2 separate regions of the Manis pentadactyla genome follow, and region 2 is linked to region 1. Evidence: chromatin contacts called from public Hi-C data. All regions are on one chromosome and are shown on one strand. The core of a region is the stretch at or near the end of the contact, and the rest is flanking DNA. Distances in the headings are between cores, read along the strand shown.

Region 1 (5,978 bases), core at 1,998-4,497:
TTGGTTCTGTGCCCTGCTCCATGCCATCCAAGCAGACAGTCAGTAAATATTTAGGCATTAATTAACTTCCTCCAGGGAGCAAAGACTCAGTGCCAGATGTAATCTTCCAGCTCCAGGGGGAAAGGTGAGCACCTCAGTCTTTATCAGGTGCTCACATAAGGCCAACCCTTCATCCCAGGAAGCCTTGTCTCACTTGGACCTGCCCCTTGCACAGGGTCTGAGGGCCCTCCTCCCCACACGTGTGCAAGTGGATATTCACACACACGTACACACTCACTGCCCTGAACAGTCTCTGGTGTCCTGCTGTGAGCCACTGTGCATCCAAACAGAAGCAGGTCACCCACCTGTTCTATGAACATTGTGAATTCTTACTGTGTGCCCCAGAGCTTCTCTGCTCCAAGGGGCTCTGAATAGCTCAGCTGTTTCACAGCCTCCTTCAGCGAGTGTTTTCTTATAACAGCTGCATCAACACCCACCTCCCAGGCCACCCCAAAAGAGACCAAGGGTTTTATCAAGCTAGACAACTGCTTGCCCTGCCGACTAACCCACCTCTCACTTCTTGAGGAGGCAACACCAACTCCCTAGACAAGAAGGCTCCTAAAATGGGGCCTCAAAGATGGGCTGACCACTTCTCAGCTGGCCCCAGGGAGTGAAAGAGCCTTACCAGACTCAGACTCACCTTGGGGCAGAGGCTGAGCAGGGGTTGGGAAGTGCTAAGAGGAGCTGCCCAAGGGAGGTGCCTGGCTTCCCTGTCCCCAGCCTGTGGTTAGAGAATTCACTTTCTCTCTATCTTGACTCCCCATCTGGGACCCCAGAGCTGAGTTACAGGGTGCAGCTCCCAGAATGGCTGTGAATGCTGAGCTGAGGCTGGCACAGAGGTCTGCTTCTTCATGGACTTCTACAGGCTCTGGTCTCAGAGCAGCTGGCAGGAAAGTGGTGGGTGTCCATCAAATCAAGGTCACATCCACCATGCGCTAAACCCTGGGAACTGGGCTCAGATACACCAACAGCAGAAGCAAGCAGCTTGGAACCAGTTCTGGTCCTGGGAATAGACCTGGGTTCAAATACTGCCTCCACCCCTTCTAGACTGTATGACCTTGAGCAAGACACAAACACTAAGTCTTAAGTTTCCCCCAGTGAATTCTGGACAAGGACAGAATGAAGGCCCCAAATCAGCATTAATAATACATTCCTGGACTCTTGCAACCTGCCAGACCCGTGGGTCCGCTGTTGCATACGGAGTTCTCACAGCTGTAAAGCCCGATAGGACCTCTGCTTCCCTGCCCATGCTAGTGATGTCTCAAAGGAGAACTTCAAAAATAAATAAAAGAAGCCTTTATGTGTCTTTAAGACAGGCCCTAGGGAAGTGAGGGGTAGTATATTTTTATTCCTACAGGTCTATCACATGGACAATTCCACACCTGTATGTCCCTATCACCAGATCACCAAGAGAATGGAAGTAAGATGCCCTTTCTCGGCAGTCCCCTGAAAATGTCAACCTGGCTTCTCTGAGTCGGGCAGGGAGAGGTGCTACTGGTCACAGGTGCTCAGACCAGTATGGGATGTTCGTAGGCAGCCTGCAGAAGGCAGCGCCCTGGGCCTGGAGCTGGGGACTCTGGGCAAGTGCCTTCCACTCCCGGTGCTCAAGTTCCCTCATCTTAAAAATGGGTTCAATACTCCCTAGCTTTATTTCCACCTTTGACGCCTGGCATGAGTAGATGCTGAAAACTGCTTGAGGAAACAAATCTGGAGGAGTCTTAAGACTGAAGGGAGTCCCAGAAACTGCAGGACGGGCTGGCTGGGTCTCTTCACGCCCACCAAGGATGAACCAGGTGCTGAGGACCACAGGCCCAAGAGGAGACTCCGAAGAAACCCTGAGGAGAGGGTGCTCCCGGGGCCTCCCTCTCCCACGAGGGGGTGAGCAGCCCACAAGGGGGGCTCTCATAGCCTCTGTGAACCCTGTTCCTCCTTTAAGGGCCAGCTCAAGGACCCACTCCTCAGGAAAGCCTTCTGACCACTACCCACCCACCCCAGCTATGTACCTTGGACCCCTCTCAGTCATCCCTCCGTCAGGCCTCTTAGTGCAGATGCAGACCAACCTGGAGATCGCAGCCCTTTCCTATGTCCTCTGGTTGTCTCAGTCCCCAGCCTGGAGGAGACGGCCCCTGAATAGTTCAGCACAAGAAGGAAAACAGTGTCAACAAGTTAAATTGTGAGTTCCTCAGCCTTTGCTAGACATTCACCTCCAGCCAGGAGCTCACAGCCCTGGCACAAATCCTGGCTCTAGCCCTTCCGAGCTGTGTGATTCCCGAGTCACCCCAACTCCTCTGAGACTTGGGGTCCCTGTCCAGCCAGCAATCACAGCAGAGGATTCAGGGCGGTTCTGGCAAGGGCCTGCCCCATACTAGCCACATAATAATAGCCCCCATTGTCATTATTATTAGTTAGGAAGGAAAAGAAAGGTTACAGAACCGATGATTAGGACACCTGGTGTCAGCTCTCAGAGGCCCATACACTTCTGGGGCATGCCTCGGAAGCTCCCCCAACAGAGGCCAAAATTCACCATGCTTTTTTAGTTTGTCGCGTCATTCAAATGCAGAGGACGGATCTTCCTCGAGTATTCCCTGAGGCCCCTCAGCCAAAAAGCCAGGGAATCAGACACAACATTTTCTTCCATTGAGGGCACCTCCGAATGTCTCTTCCTTGAGGGTTCTCCAAGGTGAGGCCAGCGGCCCCACCAGTCTCCTGCAAAGGCCAGGGGTCCCGCGGGCCAGCCGGGAACGTCAGGTGAGAAAGGAGGTCCTGCCGCGTGGCCAGGAGTGGGGAGCCGCACGCACCTGCCGCAGGTGAGGCCCAGCCGTGCGGAAGGGGGAGGAGCTGTCGCCCCGCCACGCTCGCACCTCCAGCAGCAGCTGCAGCCGCACCCTGCACCAGGAGCTAGGCTAAGGGCGGCTGGGGGCTTCAACGTGGCGGCTGCGAGGTGACTCGTGTTGCAGACAGCAGCCCCAGGGGCTCCGGAGACCTGCGCGGCGCAGCAGCCCCAGGAGAACATTCGAGGCAGCGGCAGCGTTGGAGGCCCGGGGTCCGTTCGGTATTTGAATAGCACAAAGGAACCGCCTTGGTCTGATTGGCCCACGGAGAGGCCCCGGGGCGGGCAGCGCCTGTCACTCGGGAGTCTTTGGACACTTCTATTGGTTCATCAGGTGCGGGGCGGGACCCGGATGCCCGGCTAAATAGCTGGGGCCGGGGCCGGCCGAGGCTCATTGCTTTGGCGCCGACTGGGGAGCACGAGCCTGCGGGGGGCGTGCAGCGCACGGTGGCGGCTCCTTTCGGAGCGCAGCCGACCCGCTGACCCGGGCTCCGTTTCCCTGTCCAGCGTGGCCCCGCGGCCGGCTGGAGGCCGAAACAGTAGCGGCATTAGCAGCGGCAGCGGCTGCTCCGCCGCCGCCGCCGCCGCCTCCGCGGGAGCATGGAGTGCGCCCTGGACGCCCAGAGCCTGATCAGCATCTCCCTGCGCAAGATCCACAGCTCCCGGACCCAGCGCGGCGGCATCAAGCTGCACAAGAACCTCCTGGTGTCCTACGTGCTCCGCAACGCGCGCCAGCTCTACCTGAGCGAGCGCTACGCCGAGCTCTGTCGGCGCCAGCAGCAGCCGCCCCACCAGCACCAGCACCCGGCGTACGCAGCGCCCGGCATGCCGACCAGCGCGGCCGATTTCGGGCCGCTCCAACTCGGCGGCGGCGACGCGGAGGCGCGCGAGCCGGCCGCCCGGCACCAGCTGCACCAGCTCCACCAGCTGCACCTCCAGCAGCAGCTGCACCCGCACCCGGCGCCCAGGGGCTGCGCGGCGGCGGCCGGGGCGCTCGCGGAGCTGCCCGGGGGCGCCTCGCTCCAGCCGCCTCACGGCGCACCCCACCGCGGGCAGCCCTTGGAGCCGCTGCAGCCGGGTCCTGCGCCGATGCCGCCCGCGCCCGCCGCGCTCTGCCCGCGGGACCCTCGCGCCTCCGCTGCCTGCTCCGCGCCCTCCTCGCCCCCAGGGGCCGCCCCCCAGGCCGCAGCCGCCGCCTCCCCGCCCGCCTCCCCGGCCCCCGCCTCCTCCTCCGGCTTCTACCGGGGCGCGTACCCGGCCCCCTCGGACTTCGGCGTGCACTGCAGCAGCCAGACCACCGTGCTGGACCTGGACACTCACGTGGTGACCACGGTGGAGAACGGCTACTTGCACCAGGACTGCTGCGCCGCCGCCCACTGCCCCTGCTGTGGCCAGGGAGCCCCGGGACCCGGCCTGGCATCCGCGGCCGGTTGCAAGCGCAAGTATTACCCCGGCCAGGAGGAGGAAGACGACGAGGACGAGGACGCGGGCGACTTGGGCGCGGAGCCCCCCGGGGGCGCCCCGTTCGCGCCCTGCAAGCGCGCCCGCTTCGAGGACTTCTGCCCCGACCCGTCCCCGGACGCGTCCAACATCTCAAACTTGATCTCCATCTTTGGCTCGGGCTTCTCCGGGCTGGTGAGCCGACAGCCGGACTCCTCGGAGCAACCGCCGCCGCTCAACGGGCAGCTGTGCGCCAAGCAGGCGCTCGCCAGCCTCGGCGCCTGGACTCGAGCCATTGTCGCCTTCTAGGGACCCCCCGAGGGCACGGGGCCCCGGGGCCCCGCGGGGCTGGGGCCAGACAAAGACTCGGCCAAGGGGCGAGAGGAGGGAGCAAACAGGCGCCCGGCCACTCGGGTCTGAGCTGGGAACCAGCAGGGGAAGGCGGCTGATGTTTTATAAATTGTAAAATAATAATAAAAAAAGAAATCTAAGATCTTGGACTTTATTTTTGCAGAGAGAAAAAGCGCCTATTTAAGTATGCTTTGTGTTTCTCCTACTCTATTTTTTCTTTTTATCGTAGTGATTGCAGTGGTGTTTAGCGAGAAGCCAGCCACGTGAGGGAGGGCTGCTGCCCGGAGGTGGTGCCGGGCAGCCGGGGGCGAGGCAGGGTGCCCGGGCCGCCGGAGCGCGCCGGGGACGCAGAGCAGAAGGGCGCGAGGCCCCGGACGCCAATGCCAATCAGTTGTCAGACCCAGGAAGCCCGGCTCCGGGTTCTCCCGAGTACCTCCGTGGGGTGAGGAATGGGTCTTGTGAAATCCTGAGCAAAAACAAAGGCAAATTCTATCTCCGAAAGGGACGTTTGGGTCACATTTCCTCTCTGGGGGCGGCCTCCAAAGTTCTCAAAATGAGAAGGCAGAAATGAAAACACTTCAACTTTTTTTTTCTTTCCCGGGGCGGGTGTCTTGAGCCCCTCCTCTCCCAGCTCTCTGGCTCCTTTCGCCTCCCCTCCTCCACCCGTCTCCCGGACTCGGGGGTGGCACCCGACACCCCGACACTTTCGGACACCGTTTGGGGAAGGGGTTGGGGGCGGGCACGGCGGACTACATTTCCCATCATGCCCAACACTGCGGTCCTCACTAAACAAAAAAGGAAGTCGATTCCTTCACCTGGATCCCCGGCGGCCCCGAGGGAGGGAGGAGCCGGGACCGCCGACTGCGTTGGAGACTTTTCACTAAGTTCCTGGTCAGATGTGTTGTGTGTGTGTGCTTCTAAAGTTGCACTGTCCTGGTTTCAGCCTTTGGTTGCATTTCATGAAACCAGCATTGTTCGAGGCTCCGAGAACCCTGTCCTGTGTCTTCAGCTCGATAGATTTTGTTTAATTTAAAGCCTTTTGTTGTAAAAAGGTGGGGTTGCTCTGCAGCCCCTCTGGTTCTCTGCCACCAGCACCATGTGGACTCCAAAACAAGTTGCCAACCGTTCCTTTCTTGGCCCTTCTCCCTCATTCTCCTGTATTTTTGTGCATACTGAATTGTATATCACCGGGTAAAACTGTTCAAATTATTTGTTTAAATTTATAATCTTAATAAAAAGTCGATTATAGAGGATGGTGGTGCCTTGTTTTTAGGTCTGCCTTGGAGGTAGCGGGGAGAACAGAGGGAGGCGGGGAGAA
Region 2 (5,978 bases), core at 2,067-4,566, 310 kb before region 1:
CCAGCTGTTCCTTCTATCTCTTATTGTACAGACAGGGAAACCAGAGTCCAGAGAGAGGTCACACAATTGATGGGCAGCAAAGCCTGGGCCTTTCGATATGGCAGGCTCTCTGCAAAGAGGCTGACCTTGGCTCCAAGGGCTCCCGGGTGAGCTGTCTTTCGAGCGTCACCTGTGTCTGGCCATTACGGGGCTGGGTCCAAGGTGAAATATGATAGCAACTCCACTGCAGCGAACGCTACTCTCTGCCCGGCTCTGAGCTGAGCACATTCCTGAATCCTCACACCCACCCTTCCAGGGGGTGCTCTCCTCCCCTCATCCCCGGAGAGGAACTGCGGTCCAGGCACCGGCGTGGGGGCGTGCCGCGCCCAGGCTTTGGGTGCCTTGGCCTTCCTCCCGTACCCCCCACGCGCGGCCCAGGGCCAACCGCGGACCTCCCGGGAGCGCGCACGTGGGACCCCGCCAGCTCGCGCCAGGGCCACGTAACCTCCCCAGTTCCGGCGGCCGCCGGCCCCCATCCCGCTCTGCCTTGCGCTACTCACCCCGGGCGGGGGCTCCCAGGACCCGGGAGAAGAGGACGGGGAAGCGGAAGGGAAGGCGGAGGCGGCAGCAGCGAACACCCGGCAAGACCCCAGCCAGCTCCGTCAGACCTCCGCTAGATGCGACACCTCGCGGCGCGCGCAGCCTTTGTCCGCTTACGTCACTTCCGGGCGCCCTGAGGGGCGGGGCGGCGACTGGCTCCGCCCCGAGACCGGTTTACATAGCCCGGTGAGGTCCTGAGCGTCCCAGACATCTGCGATTACGGAAGGATGACGTGGGTTTAAAAAGCCGACACGGACTAGGGCCTCCAGCGCATGCACCGGGACCCCTGAAGGCGGCAAGGCTGGATTTTTAGAAATGAACGTTCTTTGAGTTTTCCAGTGGGTAAGAAGTGGGGAAAAGCCTGTTTCTCAAATCCCACCCATTACAATTTGCATCTTAAAATAACATACAGATCAAGAAAAAAGAAATGCCCCTGGCAGTGCCAAGGGGTTGTCATCCTAAATAAGCAGAACAAATCCATAAAGTCTCCATTTTAAAAAGTTTGCCCTCTCCCCCCAACCTCCTCCCATATGTGAAAATTCTGGAATAGTCCCTGAAGCAGCCTGAATGGAAATATGAGTTTGCAGGTAGGTAGACCCTGTGAATCTCTTCAAGCCTCCGTCTATCTTCCGCCAGACAGATGGAATAATTACCTTCCAGCACTCTGAGGGTCAAATCTGTGGGCTATTGCTAGTCACGCCTTCAGCCCTCTGCTTGCAGTGGGCTTTCTGTAAAGAAGAACTGTGAGAACTACAATATTCATCATAAGTTCATGTCTCCTGATTTTAAATATATAGAGCCTTCCTCTGGGTGTGGCACATAGGAGGTGCTTAAAAGTTTTGCTCTAATGAATTGGAGCCGAAAAGCCCTGTTCAATTGGGTCCCCCAAATCTGTTCATGTAAATATTGTTTGGCATTCTCTGTAGAGTACTCCAGGTCAGACTTGGTTCCCCTGACCTGGGCCCTCTCCCAAGCTAAATTTTCCACATCTCTAAGGGAAGGGGATAAATTCTGGGCAACCTCCATTGCTGTAGTGTCTATAATCTTTTGGGGGCAGCTCTAGCCCAACTCTTTTAGAGGTGCCTAAATATCCACCCCTACCCCCTTTTTCCCCCCCTGTGAATGGAAGAAGACACTATACCTGGACTCCAAGGCCTTTCCAAGTCTGGCTAGCCCCCTCACCTTAAAGCCTCTTGCATCTCTGAATTCCCAATCCCTGCACATAGTAATTGCTCAATAAATGCTTGCCAGCGTCCAAGGGCTAGATGGAAATCATCTGGTTAGTCTGGTGCTCCTCATCCATTTCTTAAAAAGTCACATATGCTTAGAATAGATGTTAAAAGTTCTCATCTTGCTCACTCAGTATTTGAACTTCTCAAGGAGGTAACGCCCTTCCATCCCTGGTTGAGGAATATTTGCAGAAATGGTATACACTGACTGTGATGGCTCCTTCAGGCAGACGCCTTATAATTTGAATCACAAAGTCACTTTTTCATGTTCAAATTGTAAAGTTATACCATGCCAGGAAAACTACTAGTCCAAACTACCTTCTCCCAGACTTGCATTTCACAGTACAAGCTTTTCCCTGTCCCCTCCCAGTCAAGTCACAGATGGGGCACAACAGTCCATTGACTGTGGAGGCCTGAGAAAGGAGAGACACAGCAAACAAGCAGAGCATGGACACAGAACTGGGTCTCAGAATGGGTTCTCTTTGTTTTCAGGCCCACTACATTCTTACTGTCCAATCTTCCTGTGGAGGTTCTATTTCCAGAGACACTCAACCCAAAGAGGACCCACCTGGGCCTCCCAGACTCGGCAGGGATAGCCAAACCCTGGCTGCCCTGGTCAAGAGTCCCAATACCCTCTTGTGACTGCAGCCTTGGCATCCCGAGCTCAAAAGCCCCACGCTCTGTCCCTAGGCCTCAGTGCCCACTGCTCCAGGGCCTTGGGGCAGGGGTGTGTCACCCTGATGCAGCAAGGATGTGAGAGCCGAGGGACCAGGACTGGAAGATGGGCTCTCCCAAAGACCAGCCCACCTGTTAGGGGGCTCTAAACATTGGGGACCTGCTCTGGCCCCTGCAGAAGCCCCACTAGGGTGAGTATGACACTGGGGGCCAGCTCAGAGCTGACAACAATCTGGGAGTGGGGGATAGTGAGAAGGAAGCAGGCTCCAGCACCGCCGAGTCAAAAGCTTGGAAGCAGGTCTGGGGGCTCTGTCTCCCAAAGGGGATGTTTGTTAAAAATATGTCTTGGCCCCACCTGAGACGAATCAGAAGCTGGGGCATATGTATTTTCCAACAAGCTCCTCACCAAGGGGTTCTGAGGCCCCGGCGGGATTGGGCAACTGCTGGGCAGGTCTCGCCCTTCAAGCTGGTTCCAGGCTCCCTAATGCCCAGCAGAGCGCTGATTAACAGTAAGAACGCCCAAGACTTGAACGCTCTGTGTGCTAAGTGCTCTCTACCAGGCGGTGCCCGTTCATTCCCACACAGGAGCAGGTGCCCCGTCATCCCCATTCTACAGATGGGGTCACTGAGAGGAGCTCATTGGTTTGCCCAAGGTCACAGAGTTAATAACTAGTGCAGCTGAGACTAAATCCTAAATAATACTTTTAAAAGAATAACAATATTATTCTTCAATATAATAACAGCTAGTCTTTGTTGAGCACGGACAATGGGCCTGGCACTGCTCTAAGCTATTTGCATGGGCTCTCCCACTTAAACGCCACAGCAACTCAAAATGAAGGTGAGTGCCCTCACCGTCACCACATTTCAGGTGAGGAAACAGGCAACGCGAGCTCTAGCCTGAGGCCACTCACCGTCTGGCCAGCCAGTGGTGGTATCGCCAAGCGACACTGCCCCCGCTCTGGACAGTAGGGCCTGGCGCCCGGCCTACGCCCTCCCGGCCCCTCAACACGGCACCCCGCCCGCACCGGCAGGGGGATGCCCGGAGCTGAGCGCGGGGCCACACCGGCCCCGGCGTTGCCCCAACCCCGCGGCCCGGCAGGTGGCGCCCAAGAAGCTCCCTGGCCGCGGCGCCCGCCGAAGGACAGACCCTGCGCTGCCCAGGCCGCCTACGCCTGAGCTCGGAGCAGCCCCTGGAGCGAGGGGTTCATGGGGAGCGAGGGCCTAGGGGGGCGACGCCGAGTGGTGGTGGCAGGCTTCCAGCTGCGAGTTCTCGCACCCAAAGCCTGGGGTGGGCGTCAGGGGTCCCCCGCCGCGCCTGCCCGTCCTGCCCGCCGCGGCCTAGCGGGCGGCGCAGAACCCCACTGGCCTGAGGTCGCTGCCGCCGCCGGCGCACGAGCTCCTGGCCCCCGCGGCCCAGGCCTGGAAGATGGGAGGACGGCCGGAGGGACTCGTCCGGGGGCCCTATGACTCCTTGGGCGCCCTGCTAGGAGAGCTCCTGCCCAGCAGGTTTCGGCAGTTCCTTCGCCAGCTCGGGGCTGGGTGTGCAGTGCAGCCCCAGTCACCGAGGGAGGCCCTGTGGGGCCTCCCAGGGGGCGGGCGGGGCAGGGGCTCCCACCAAGTGCAGGATGATGCTAATGTTAGTTGTGTATGGCTGGCAGAGTCCTGGCAACCACGCTTTGAGGACCAGTCTGCCACTGCGCCTATTGTACAGATGAGGAAACTGAGGCCCAAGGCCATACAACCAGGAAGAGCCTAGTAATGACTGCGCCTCCTTGAGTGAAGGCTTGTAACTGTTCCCATCTCCTAGCTCCCAGGATCTTCAGCATTGCAACATCAAAGGCGTGTGTCAGAGCACTGCCAGCCTTCTCAGTGTCCCTGCTGCTCTGTCCTCCCAGACCTGCGGTAAGTGTCAGTGACCTGCTGCTGCGGATGGGGTTACCATCAATGCTCTGAAGTGGAGGGACCCTGATCACTTATGCTAGGTGTCGCTTATTTGTCTTCAAGGGGCCAGTCATTGAACTTCCAGAATAGTCTTAAGAAGATTTTGCTCCATCAGATGCCTGCCCTGGGGCCCCTGAGGAGAGATCACTCACAATTTACCACGGTCAAGAAGGCCAACCAGTGAGTTACGGGAGGATGGGGCTAGGGAAGTGGGGAGAAGGAGCATTTTCCCCTTCCTTTCTTGCCTCTGCCTTTCATCCATGAGTTTATCCACCTATCCATCTGTATGTCCGTCCATGAATCTGGTCTTCTGCCAAAGCATTCACAGTCTATTCATGAATCCACCACCCATGCACCCACCCATGCACCCATCCACTCGTTCACCATTACATAGATCTGTCCGTGAATCAGGTGTTCTCCCAACCCATTCGAGGATCATCCATCAACATCTACGAATCCGTCTACCCATTAATCAGGTCTTCTACCAACGTGTTCATAATTCATCCATGAATCCATTCATGTATTCCTTCTCCCACCCACCCATCCATTCTTGCACACATCTGTGAACCAGGCATTCTACCACCTACTCGTGGATCTCACCATCCATCCACCCACCCATGAATCAGGTCTCCTGTTGATCCGTCCATCCACCCATCCATCTAGCCAGTCATCCATCCATTCATGAACTCCTGGCACCCGAGTTCATATCCTCATTCTCTCAGCAGAAGTGCCTGACATAGAAACGTCCTGGCTCTGGAACCAAGATTCAGATCTTGGCTCCACCCCTTGCCAGCTGTGTGATCTCGGGCAAGTTGCAAAACATCTCTGTGCCTCAGCTTCCTCATCTGTAAAATGGGAATAAAAATCATGCTTCACAGGGTCGTGTGGGTTTGGTGGGCTGATGGCATGTTGCATGCTTGATCTGTTTCCCGGCAGGCAGGAAGAGCTCACACTGTGAGCTCTAGTTTGCTGGGTGTGTGTGGTCAGGGCAGAGTGGAGGCTGGGGGCTCAGGCCCTGGACCTCCCCTGCCCCTCTCACCTTTCTCAGCAGGCCCCAACGGAACACAGGCTCCCAAGCTCAAGGCTGTGCTCACCCACAACCCCTCAGCGGACAGCTCAGGGCACTGCAGGCGATGTTGCCCCTTCTGAGCGTGATTCGCTGATGAGACCCTCCGGGACACAGCCCTCTGCTACTGGGAGCACAGCTATGCTGGTACGCAGACAGGATGGGGAGCCCTGGGACTCTGGGAGAGCAGAAGCAATGGCCCATGGCTCTGGGTCCTGGGAGTAAGGGGCTGGCCTGCCAAGGCCAGGAGGCCACTCACCCTACAGAGGAGGCGCCCAAACCAGCCTCTGCAGAAGATGTCAGGGTGAATTTCACAGGCCAAATAGAGGGCCTGAGGTCCGGCAGAGGTGTCCCCAAGTAGGTGGCTCCAGGGAGCCGCTGCAGTGGTGGCCCAGGAAACAATGGCCTAGGCCTGGCCTCCAGTGAAGGACTTCTGGGTGCCAAGGGGTTCCCACATGTGGTGATCTGCCCACCTTGGAACCAGCACC

Evidence for each region. Hi-C and Micro-C count contacts between places; a contact is called where the count stands out from the background.
Region 2: a contact with region 1 is called in a Hi-C map of skin fibroblasts, with 4 times the contacts expected there. The contact joins the promoter of C3H9orf50 here to the promoter of IER5L in region 1. A contact is called at or near these places in 2 of 3 Hi-C or Micro-C datasets (fibroblasts and skin fibroblasts).

The regions. Positions count from the first base shown.
Region 1 is chr3:215,194,579-215,200,556 of mManPen7.hap1, reverse strand. It overlaps IER5L (immediate early response 5 like), which reads left to right and starts at 3,247. Exons shown (of 1, transcript XM_036913630.2): 1 at 3,247-4,802. The coding sequence starts at 3,470. The coding sequence ends at 4,618. It overlaps LOC130683050 (a long non-coding RNA gene), which reads right to left. Exons shown (of 6, transcript XR_008996654.1): 2 at 2,043-2,165.
Region 2 is chr3:215,501,826-215,507,803 of mManPen7.hap1, reverse strand. C3H9orf50 (chromosome 3 C9orf50 homolog) reads left to right here and starts at 3,316. Exons shown (of 9, transcript XM_057499417.1): 1 at 3,316-3,321; 2 at 3,406-3,771; 3 at 4,291-4,385; 4 at 4,488-4,604; 5 at 5,473-5,482; 6 at 5,484-5,637. The coding sequence starts at 3,316. NTMT1 (N-terminal Xaa-Pro-Lys N-methyltransferase 1) reads right to left here and starts at 702. Exons shown (of 4, transcript XM_036913622.2): 1 at 540-702.